Linked DNA regions of Mus musculus: region 1 is linked to region 2. The links are chromatin contacts, called in public promoter capture Hi-C maps. All regions are on one chromosome and are shown on one strand. The core of a region is the stretch at or near the end of the contact, and the rest is flanking DNA. Distances in the headings are between cores, read along the strand shown.

Region 1 (5,086 bases), core at 45-2,544, 150 kb after region 2:
AGAATTCAGAGCTTAGCAGTGTCACAGACCCAGTGGAGCATCTGCCTCTAGCTAAGATGTGAGGCCAGAAGCTGGAGGTCCTATCTGGCCATCTGCAGCCAGCACAGCACCCAGCTCAGTCAGATGCACAGTGGACCCTGGCTCAGATGGCAGCCAGCACATCCTTCATGGTAGTGGCCTGTTGTGTGTGTCCCCTCCGTGCCTAGCCCCCATGACATTTATGTCCTAGCATGTTACTAGGAAGCATAGCTGACACAGAAAGCCTCCACCTTTGTTGGTAACAGATATTCTCCTCCTTGCAAAACTTGAGACCTTTCAGGGCCGTACTTTCCAGAGACATCATAGCTACAACTCTTATACCCAAGACAGATAACTTGTTTTTCAAACTGCAGATATCAACTTGAAAGCGGGAGCTCTTTTGAGAGAGAGAGAGAGAGAGAGAGAGAGAGATCTTCAAAGAAAAAATAGGAGGGAGAATGGGAAGGAGTCACTGAACACCCTGGCGTCTGGCGTCTGGCTGGAAGCATGTGTGTGTATGAATGTGTGTGTGTATATGCATGTGTATGCATGTGTATGCGTGTATGTGTAAGTGTGTATGTGTGTGTACATGTATATGTGTGTATGTGTGTGCATATGTATATGTGTGTATATGTGTGCATGTGTAAATGTGCTTGTGTGTATGCATGTGTATGTGTGTCCATGTGCATGTATACGTGTACTTGTGTGTGTGTGTGTGCGCGCTGTGGGTACATGTGGGCATGTGTGAATGTTCAGGATGTGGATGTGAGAGAGGGCAAAGGTTCAGGATCCTACATAAAAGTGTGCACACAGCTTTGGGTGATGAGATGCTGCAGGAACCCGTGCTACCGGACAAGTACATTTTTGTCATTCACAGGCCTGGAGCACTCTTGGTCCTCCCTTCCTTCAAGTCCTCCACATTCATGTTTTGAGGGCAGAGAGGAGGACTCTGTGCTACCTGTCCCACTCTGTGAATGTGAAGAACTAGAGCTATGCTTGCCTCTACCCCTCCAGAGCTACGCCTGAGGCACCCGAAACACACAGGCCCTGCTGAATGCTGTCCACAGCCCTGCCTCCTGTGTTTCCTGAATCCCAGGCTGATGGCCTGGCTCTTCTTTGCTCATCCCTTATGTGAGGCAGCCCCCACTCCACAAAACCCTCAGCCCACAGAGAACCTGGGTGCCCTCAAGTCCTCTCTTCCGCACACCCCAGCCTCTCACCTGTCCCTTCTCCAGCAAGCTCTCCAATGTTACCTCCACTGCTGCCCTGGATGACTGAACTTGTCCAAGCCAACGGGAAACTGAAAGCCTGGAGGGAGGGGCTAGATGAGGCAGCCTGTCCTGTTCCTTGCCAGACACTCTGTAGGAAGGCATTCAACTTCCAGGAACTTCTCTGAGTTAATGTAACAGCACCATGAGTTTCTTAGTGATTCTCTCATGCATATGTTTTGTAGAAGTCTCGTATTAGCTTCATTAGTTGCGTCTCAGGAACCCTGGAGGAGGGTCCAGGCTTTTTCTAGGAAATCCCTGGCTGGAGCTGATGTTTGATTCAGGGTTTAGGGGCTGCTCTTTTGGGAGCTGTGTGGGTTTGTTTTCCTGCAGGGGTCAGGTCAGAATGTGCCTTAGGGTTGAGCTATGGAAGACAGCTTGGTTCATCTGGTTATCCTTGGGGTGTTTGACAGGGGTAAGATGGAATGGGCAGGAGTGACATCCTTTGTCAGCCCTACTGTAAAATGCCAGAACAGAGATCTTGCCAATCTACACTAGGGTCCTATGCCTTGTAGACAAACCCTGGAGGACACCCTGGCCCCACCTGAAATATGTCAGATTCAAGGAGACTGCAGGCATTTGACAACTGCTCCTTGCAAAGAGTTTTCGCAACAAGGATTACGTTTGAGAAGCTTCACTGTGAGAAGCAGAGACTGCTGTCCACCACTGCTATAGAAAGGACGGGCTGCTGTAGACCCAATCTTAAGCCAGCCCCATGCTCAGCTCCAGTATCCCTCATGGCTTAGCAGGGCTGTGGGGTCAGCTCAGTGCCCGCACTGTTAATTTTCTCGTGGACAGTGGAAGGAGGAGTCTATGGCTGTAGATGCAATGAGGGACCCTGGGATGATCTGCTTGTGGGGCAGGAGATAGATTGTGAGACCCTGAAGAGGGTTGGTTTACATCCCGAGTGACTTTGTGAGCTGTGATGAGACATTTATAAAGCCTATGCCCACATGAATACAGTGGACACTAGGGCAAGACTTTAGGCCCCACGGTGACTCTGTAAGGTGTCTATGGCCTTGTGTAGATCCAGTGGGAGAACACTAAGATGACTGCTCTATGGGTGAAGATCCCTGGAGGGGCTGGGCAGTAGGCATACTTTTGCACATCGAGCCTTAACTTGGCATGCTGGCACAGGGATGAATAGCAATCTCTGGACACTAAAAGAAGTCCCTACAGTCTCCAGGCACAATGCAACCAAGCCTCAAAGAAAGTTACTGATGGACAGTTGGATGTGGTTCCTCTCTGCCCCACCCTCTGCCCAATTACAGAAAGAAAAAGGAAGAAAAAGAAGCTGACTGCAACTCTGGGAGCCTGCCGCTATGGGGATGAGCAGGAGGGACCTGATGTCCCACAGGCGGAACATCTAGAACGTCACAGGTATTCAGGAAATGAGAAGGGCTAGGGACACACTGAGCCTAGGAGAATGGCCTGCAGCCCAGAGTACAGAGCTGACCACAGAGAACAATGTCCTTTGTGCTCTTTCAAAGCAGTAAGTTCCTTCAAGTTCTCAGATAAAAACAAAAAGCTCACAGCCTCCCTCAGGAAAGACAAGACCGTATGAGTGTGGAATCCAGCCGTTGCATAGGATCCTGAGGCTGGGCAGAACTCTCCAGGGTTCTGCAGAGACACCCCCCTGCCATCTCATTTCACATGGGAGAGAAATCCCAATGACCATGACCTCATGTCTTCTAGATCCTTGTCCCTGTCCCCAGACTGCAGCCCAAGTTTCTGTTGCCCTTTTCCCTGCTCTGGTTGCATCTCGCAGGCAGGGCCATCAAGGTCTTTGTATGTCTGAAGGGGCCTCTGGCCTATGGGGCAAAGCTTCCGGTGGTGAGGGGTTAAGTGATGGCTGAGGTACCAGTATCTCATCACAGAGATGCCCTTCACAGTTAAGTAAAGTTTGTTTCCTCTGAAACCGCCCACACACGGTGAAAGTGAAACCAGTTTGTGTATTTTGAAAGTAATAAGGAAAAAGAGAAGAGCAAGCAGGCTAGAATAATCCCAGCTGTACAGTGGCAGTCAGGCCAGCTTCCTTTTTAATTCTCTTTCTCCATTTCTCTTTCAGTGGTAAGCATGCTCTCTAGTCCAGCATCCCGGGTCTCTTTCAATATTCACAGCCCTGTTCCATCACATGGGTGGAGAAGGGCCACGAGTGTCCATTCAGCCTTGGCAAGTCTCCTGACCAACATCTTCTCTGCCAGGGTACTCTGCCATCTTGTATCTCACCCCCAGGTTTTCAGGGCATTATGTTTTTTGAGAACCTTTTACAATTTATTCAGTAGCATTTGAGAAGTGCCAAGTGTGTATCTCTGCTGTCTCCTGAGGCTTTATGCTAATGTGTGGCTTGGCTTGCTCTGTAAGTTCTTTCTGAAGCTTGCTGGTGGTTTTTGTGACTTCTTGCTCACATAGAGGATCGTTACCGGACGTGTCCTATGTTCTTGACCCATGGTGTGTTCTATGTTTGGGAAGCAAAGCTCTATAGGTGTTCCCATGCGCAGCTGGCCAATGGCATGGATTATTTAGTAGCTGATTTGGACTGAAGAGAACCCTTTCTGATGGAGAGAAGTGTGTTGTAGTCTGTTCCTCCTGCACTAGGATTCTTTTGGTGTGTGTGTGTGTGTGTGTGTGTGTGTGTGTGTGTGTGTGTGTGTGTTGAGAGAGGGTCTCATGTAGCCCAGGCTAGGCTGGGACTCAATGAGTGAATGAGAAGTCCCCTGCCCCCATCTCCACAATGCTGGGATTGTAGATGTGTAGCCCTATGCCCAGAAATGCTAGATTTATTTATTTATTTATTTATTTATTTAGAGACCAGGTCTCACTATGTAGCCCTGGCTAGCCTAGGATTCAGCATGTAGACCAGGTTGGCATTGAACTCACAGAAATCTGCCTGCCTCTGCCTCCCAGATTCTAGGAATGTTGGGATTATTATACCACAGAATAGACTTTCAGGACTAGTCAATACTACACAAAGTTAGAATTTATTTAAAGAAAGGATTTGGGGCCATGGCAGAGGCTCAGTCCGTGAGCACTTCTGTGTAAGAGAATCGTCAGCACTCACAGTAAAAGCAAGCACAACAGCACAGACTTGTAACACCAGCCTTGGGTAGAGAGAGACAAGAGGACCTGTGGAGCTTGCTGGCCAGACAGTTTAGCCCATAAGCCCCAGGTTCAGTGAGGGATTCAGTTTCAAAAAAACTAAGGCGGAGGGGCTAACGTGATAGCTCTGTGGGTAAGAACACTTGCTGCATGAGCAAAAGGACCTACATTGAGTCCCTAGCACCCGGTGAGAAGCTCGAATTGGCTGTGTGCCTCTGTGATCCCGGTGGGATGAGGAAGAGATACAGGGCAATCGGGGAGCATGCTGGCTAGCCAGGCAGCCTAGCCAAAGAGCCAGCAAACTTCACGCTCTGAGAGAGATCCCATCTCAAGAGACTAAGGGAGCAACAGAGCTGGACGGCCAACACACACGCATGTACCACACACGGAGACACACATACTTACATTGAAGAAATGACTGGATGATTGAAAATGCCCAGTGTTGACCTTTGGCCTTCACAAGCACACTTGTGTGTGCACATTCTCTCCTCCGAACATCCCCTCCACCCCACCCCCCCCACCCCACCCCACACGCACGCACGCATACACACACAGAGAGAGAGAGAGAGAGAGAGAGAGAGAGAGAGAGGGAGAGAGAGAGAGAGAGATTTAATATAGGTTTAACTGTGAGAGAGGGAGAGAAAGGGATTTTTCTCTTTAAAACTTTTGATGTTTATCTTGGTGGGGGAGTGGTATATGTG
Region 2 (5,472 bases), core at 2,954-5,453:
ATCTTACTGCACTTCCTGAGGAGAGAGGTGCCATGCCACAAGGGACACACATGTAAATGAGAGATAAAATGGAGGAGAAGTCGTACAATTCATACTAAGAGCTAGGTCCACGTAAACTATTAGATACATACAATGTTTCACAGGCCCCCAAACCCACAAGGCTTACCAATAAGCATTAGAATTAAATTAAAAATGAGAGAGCCTAATGCTATTAAAAATGGGTATCACACACAAAGACTTCGAAAAACAATACTTTGACTCTATGTTCTAAGTAAAAGTAAAAACTGCACACAAGCAACATACTTGACAGTTACGACAGGCCTGTTTCTCATAGGAAAATGGACTGCCATTCTGAAGCCATGTTGTGTGTAATACAGATGTCCTGCTTAGCTTGTGTTAGCTTGACACAGGCTAGAGTTATTTGGGAAAAGGAATGTCAGTTGAGAAGAATGCCTCCATCAGGTTGCCCGTAAGCAAGTCTGTGAGGCAGTTTCTTGGTTAATGATTAATGTGGAAGGGCCTAATCCAGTGTGGATGGGACCACCCCTGGGCAGGTGGTCTTGGCCAGAGAACAGTGAGTGCCCTCCACGGCCCTTGCTTCAGCTCCTGCCTCCAGTTCTTGTCTTGTCTTTCCTCAGGGATAGTCTGTGTAAAATAGATAAACCCCTCCTCCCTGTGCCAGCTAATTTTATGTCAACTTGACACAAGCTATAGTTCTCTGAGAGGAGGGAACCTCAATTGAGAAAATGGCTCCAGAAGATCGAGCTGTAAGCAGCAGGCCTTGCTGTCCTGGAACTCAGTCTGCAGACCAGGCTGGTCTCAAACTCAGAGATCTGCCGGTCTCTGCCTTCTGAGTGCTACAATTAAAAATGTGCTCCACCACCACCTGGTAACAGACACAGGACGGCTGGCTTAAAGACTATTCAGTCTTCTGCTTCCTTCCTTCTTCCTTCCTTCCCTTTCTTTCACACCTCTCTCTCTCTCTCTCTCTCTCTCCCTCCCTCCCTCCCTCCCTCCCTCCCTCCCTCCCTCCCTCCCTTCTTTCTTTCTTTCTTTCTTTCTTTCTTTCTTTCTTTCTTTCTTTCTGAGACAAACTCTATGCAGACCATACTGGCCTGGAACTTACAGAGCTCTTCTGCCTCTACCTCTGCCTTCCAGAGTGTTGTGAGGGGAGTGCTGGGGTCCAGGAGTCACCTCACAAACCACACAAACACCGATCTCAGTCAGGCAGGGATAGTTTATTGAGCATTCACCCCAGGCCTGATCAATCATGATGTGACTAACACAGGAGCTAGTTGAGACCTGGAGCTAGGATTTTACAGAGCCTTTAAGCCTTGAAATCCACAAATATCTGTGCCAAGTTATTCCACCAATCGGGATTTAGGAATAGGGGATTTCCTTAGGAACATGTCTTTTTTGTATCCTTATCCTGCTCCCATTGGTTGGGGTAGTCAGTCAACTGTGGCTGGGCAACTTGACTTGCCTAATATCCATGTCTTAACTTACCAAGCAGGAAGTCAGTTACCCACGTACATGTCTGTTTCTGCCAAGCAGGATGTCGGTTCCCAGGGAGGAACTTAAACTTTATTCAACTCCCACTCAAAATGAAAGTTTTAATCCAAATGGCTTATTATATTGGTGCAGTTGTCTTTCTTACGTTGGGGTCTATCCCAGGGCAACTTACAAAGACAAGAAACCATAAAAGTTCATATATAGATTCAGGAAGAGCTGCTGGCAGTTCGGGTGCAAGCTTATACAAAGCAGTTCTAACCGACCTCTGCCGGTTTCCCAGAACACCAAAGCGTAGAACATAGCAGAATATGAGATCAACTAGAGCAGGACAAAGTTTCCCTATAACATTAATAACAGCACAAAATGGCTGGCTGGATAGGCAACAGTCACCCAGGCCTTAACAGGGGAGAGTGGACGGAGGGAGAGGGGCAGCAACCAAGATGTGACTAAATTAACTAATGGAAAAAATTATAAGGAAAGACTCTGTTTTACAACAAAGTGCCAGCTAATCAATGTAGGAGTAACGGAAATAGAAAAATATTTGACAGATATCACATATAGAATTCCTTCAGGACTGAAGCTGCCAGAGACAGAAAGAGGTCACCACACTTAAGCACGGCTATCTGACTCCACATCAGGCAGTGTAAGTGCTGATTCTCTGCCAGCTTCAAATGAGACCTTGTGGCTCCAGTAAAAAGAAAATCCAGGAGTCAGAATAGACATGGTGGTTCTTCAGAGTGAAATTACTGGAATTATGTGGGTGCTTAAGAAGAGACAAGAAGCCGGGCTTGGTGGCACATGCCTTTAATCCCAGCACTCGGGAGGCAGAGGCAGGTGGATTTCTGAGTTCGAGGCCAGCCTGGTCTACAGAGTGAGTTCCAGGACAGCCAGGGCTATACAGAGAAACCCTGTCTCGAAAAACAAAAACAAACAAAAAAAGAATGGTTCCCATAGGCTTATGTATTTGAATGCTTAGTCACCAGGGAGTGGAACTGTTTGTAAAGATTAGAAGGATTAGGAGGTGTGGCCTTATAGGAGGAAGTGTGTGTCACTAGGGTGGGCTTTGAGGTTTCAGAAGCCCACGCCAGGCTGTCTCAGTCTGTCCTGTCTCTAGATTAGGGTGTAGCTGTCAGCTACCAAGTACCATGCTTGCTGCCATGATGATAATGGACTAAGCCTCTGAAGCTGTACACCAGCCCCTAGTTAAATGCTTTCTTTTATAAGAGTTGCTTTGGTCATGGCGTCTCTTCATAGCAACAGAACAGTGACTAAGACAGTGGGCTTATACTGGACTATTCCTGAAGCCAATGAAATTCCTGCCTGGTTCTCATGGAGCAGTTTCATAAAAGATTCCAGGATACAGGTGGAAGGGCAGTGACCTCTGAGGTCCTCCCTGTGGGGACATCAATGATCTCCATCTCTTCATGACTAGCCCATCCCTTGGAGTCGCTGTTATCCTCCACCTGCTATTCCCAGGGAGGACCGACCTGTACCCAGGCAGGAGCCCTGGAGAATACAGCCTGTTCTTGTTTCCTGCAGCTCTCCCTGGGCCCCAGCTGCCAGAGCAGTGATTGAAACCTACACTGATGCCGATTCTAAATAAAGACTGCTGGAAACTGGATCCCACTTCAGTCCGAATGGTCTGAATGGCCTTTGATTCAGTTAACTTGTGATTCTTTTTCTGCACCCAACATAGCAAGAATAAAACATGAAATCAAAAGAAAAAAAAAAATCAGGAAGCTTTCACTGACGTATGCTAAAATTAGTAGCTGAAAATATGGTTAAAAGCAAGACTTTTACACAGTCAAGCACCTCCCCAAATGGTGTTTATTATTTACAATAAGAAAATAGAAACCTGGGGGCTGGTGAGATGGCTCAGTGGGTAAGAGCACCCGACTGCTCTTCTAAAGGTCCTGAGTTCAAATCCCAGCAACCACATAGTGGCTCACAACCATCTGTAGTAGGATCTGATGCCCTCTTCTAATGTGTCTGAAGACAGCTGCAGTGTACTTACATATAATAAATAAATAAATCTTAAAAAAAAAAGGAAAGAAAACAGAAACCTTGTTATTTATTTAGATTTTAAGACAGAGTCTCTACATAGCTCTGGCTGTCCTGGAACTATGCAGACCAGGCCGGCCTCGAAATAACAGAAATCCGCCTGCCTCTGCCCCCAAATCCTGGGATTTTAAAGCATGTGCCACCATGCCGAGTAGAAAATAATAACTTTATGTTAGCCCCTTGGCAGCCACCACTTAAACCACTCAAACCTTGGCGACGAAAGTATTCCCCAGTAATGGGGCGTTTGCCTTCTGGGAGGCACGAGCGCGCCATTTTCTTGTTTAAAATGTGTAACTTAATTGTGTAAAATATCGGGCCAAGCCAGGATGACAAGTAGTCTACAAGATAATGGACTAATGAAGTCAGTGAGGGACTGAAGCGCTGTGAAGCGCGTGTGGCTAATCACGAGGTAGGCGTTTGGGAGTCTGAGTCAAAGAAAGCTACAGGGGAGCAAGAACCTGATGCGATGACCGTCCACTCACCGCGTGTGCCAGGACGGTCCCAGCGGAATTAGCTTCGTCTCCCGCGTGCGACCTAGAGCTGCGCCAGCTGGGACCCGGGTCTCCAGGATTCCGAGCGCCAGCACTCTCCCGCCCGAACCTACAGCGCGGGCCACGTTACCATAGCGACTGGAGTCAGTAACCTTGGTCCCGGTGCACCCTGAGCGGCGCTCCGATCCCGCCGGGCAGAAACAGGAGTCTCAACACAAAAGAGTTCCGACCTGTGCGCTGGTACCGAAGGAAGAGACGCTTGGGGTTCCGTGGCCTAGCAGACTCCCTGAGTAGTGCGAGCCAGTGAGCAAGGACCTACACCTACGGGGCCCTGTGCCCTCCCCCAGCTGTCCTGAGGGTCCCCAAGGTGCCCATTCTGGAGTCCCAAAGGGCTAACTTCAGCTTAGCAGGAGGTGCCTGTAGGCGGAGGGACTGGGAGCTCAGGGATGGAACCTGCAAGTCGTGGGTGGGAAGTTATTCTGGGACTCAGGTTTTCCCTTTGTAGACTGCACATGAGACTGTAACAAGGGTGCACATGGCAAGAGTGGGTGGAGGTTGCACCTAGGGCATGTCGCCAGGCGGAGAGGGCTAAGTGAAGAAGTTGATCCTCTTTCAGAGCCCTGGGTAAGGCGCAGTCACAAGAAGTCCATCCACGATTTGGTCTGAAACCCCAAGCATCAAAAGGTGAATGATCCTCCAAGACCCCAGCTTTCATGGAGCGTGTCCTGGACTAAGAAGAGTTGGATGGAATGGGGCTGGTTGCTGGGAAGGGCCTGCATGAGCCCCAGGAATTCGTTGTAGGCTCGCCTTTGTCTTTCTTTAAATCCTTAGGTCATCTGAGGGCCAGGGAGATGGCTCTGTGGATGTGTCAGTCTGATGACCTGATTCACACTCTGGGACCCACAGAATGGAAGGAGAGAACCAATTCCCATGAGTCTTCCCTATCCCCCATATGTTATGGTCTGCACGTTCACACAGTCACAAATAATAAAAAGAATGGTATTCTTATCTCTTTATACTGAAGAAGTTAAACTGTGGCCTGGTCCTGGAACTGGCATACACACCTAAACCAGCATAATTCCTAGGGGATGGGGAGTGTCTGGGAATCCCCTCCTCCAGGAGGGCAGTATCAAGAAGTCTAGTCATTCCTACTTTCCTGTCCTATATCCTGCCGTCTTCCTCTACCCGTCAGTCTCTTTCCCTCAACTTGCTGTCCCCACTTCCTGACAGCAAATGCTTGGTGTTTGAACCTTCCCCCAACCAGCTTGTCTTTGTAGCCTTCTTCTCAGCCAGGGAGTCCCCTGAACTTCTAGGGGCCTTCTGTTCTATTAGAAAGTGAGGTAACCTCAACTGCCAGTTCTTTGCTGTCAAATGTAAAACCCTTGCCTTAATTGAGGGGTCCAAGGGT

What was found. Capture Hi-C pulls out chosen DNA fragments and counts their contacts.
Region 1: a contact with region 2 is called in a promoter capture Hi-C map of liver. The contact joins the promoter of Sectm1a here to the promoter of A430102A20Rik in region 2. A contact is called at or near these places in 2 of 39 promoter capture datasets (liver and pre-B cells), 1 of 115 datasets of contacts at active chromatin or transcription factors (pancreatic cancer cells) and 2 of 9 other capture datasets (adipose tissue and liver).

Annotation. Positions count from the first base shown.
Region 1 is chr11:121,079,845-121,084,930 of GRCm38.p6, forward strand. Sectm1a (secreted and transmembrane 1A) reads right to left here and starts at 1,295. Exons shown (of 6, transcript NM_145373.2): 1 at 1,239-1,295.
Region 2 is chr11:120,928,661-120,934,132 of GRCm38.p6, forward strand. It overlaps A430102A20Rik (a long non-coding RNA gene), which reads left to right and starts at 4,204. Exons shown (of 3, transcript XR_880367.2): 1 at 4,204-4,431; 2 at 4,681-4,748; 3 at 4,896-5,352. It overlaps Ccdc57 (coiled-coil domain containing 57), which reads right to left and starts at 4,212. Exons shown (of 19, transcript NM_027745.1): 1 at 4,056-4,212.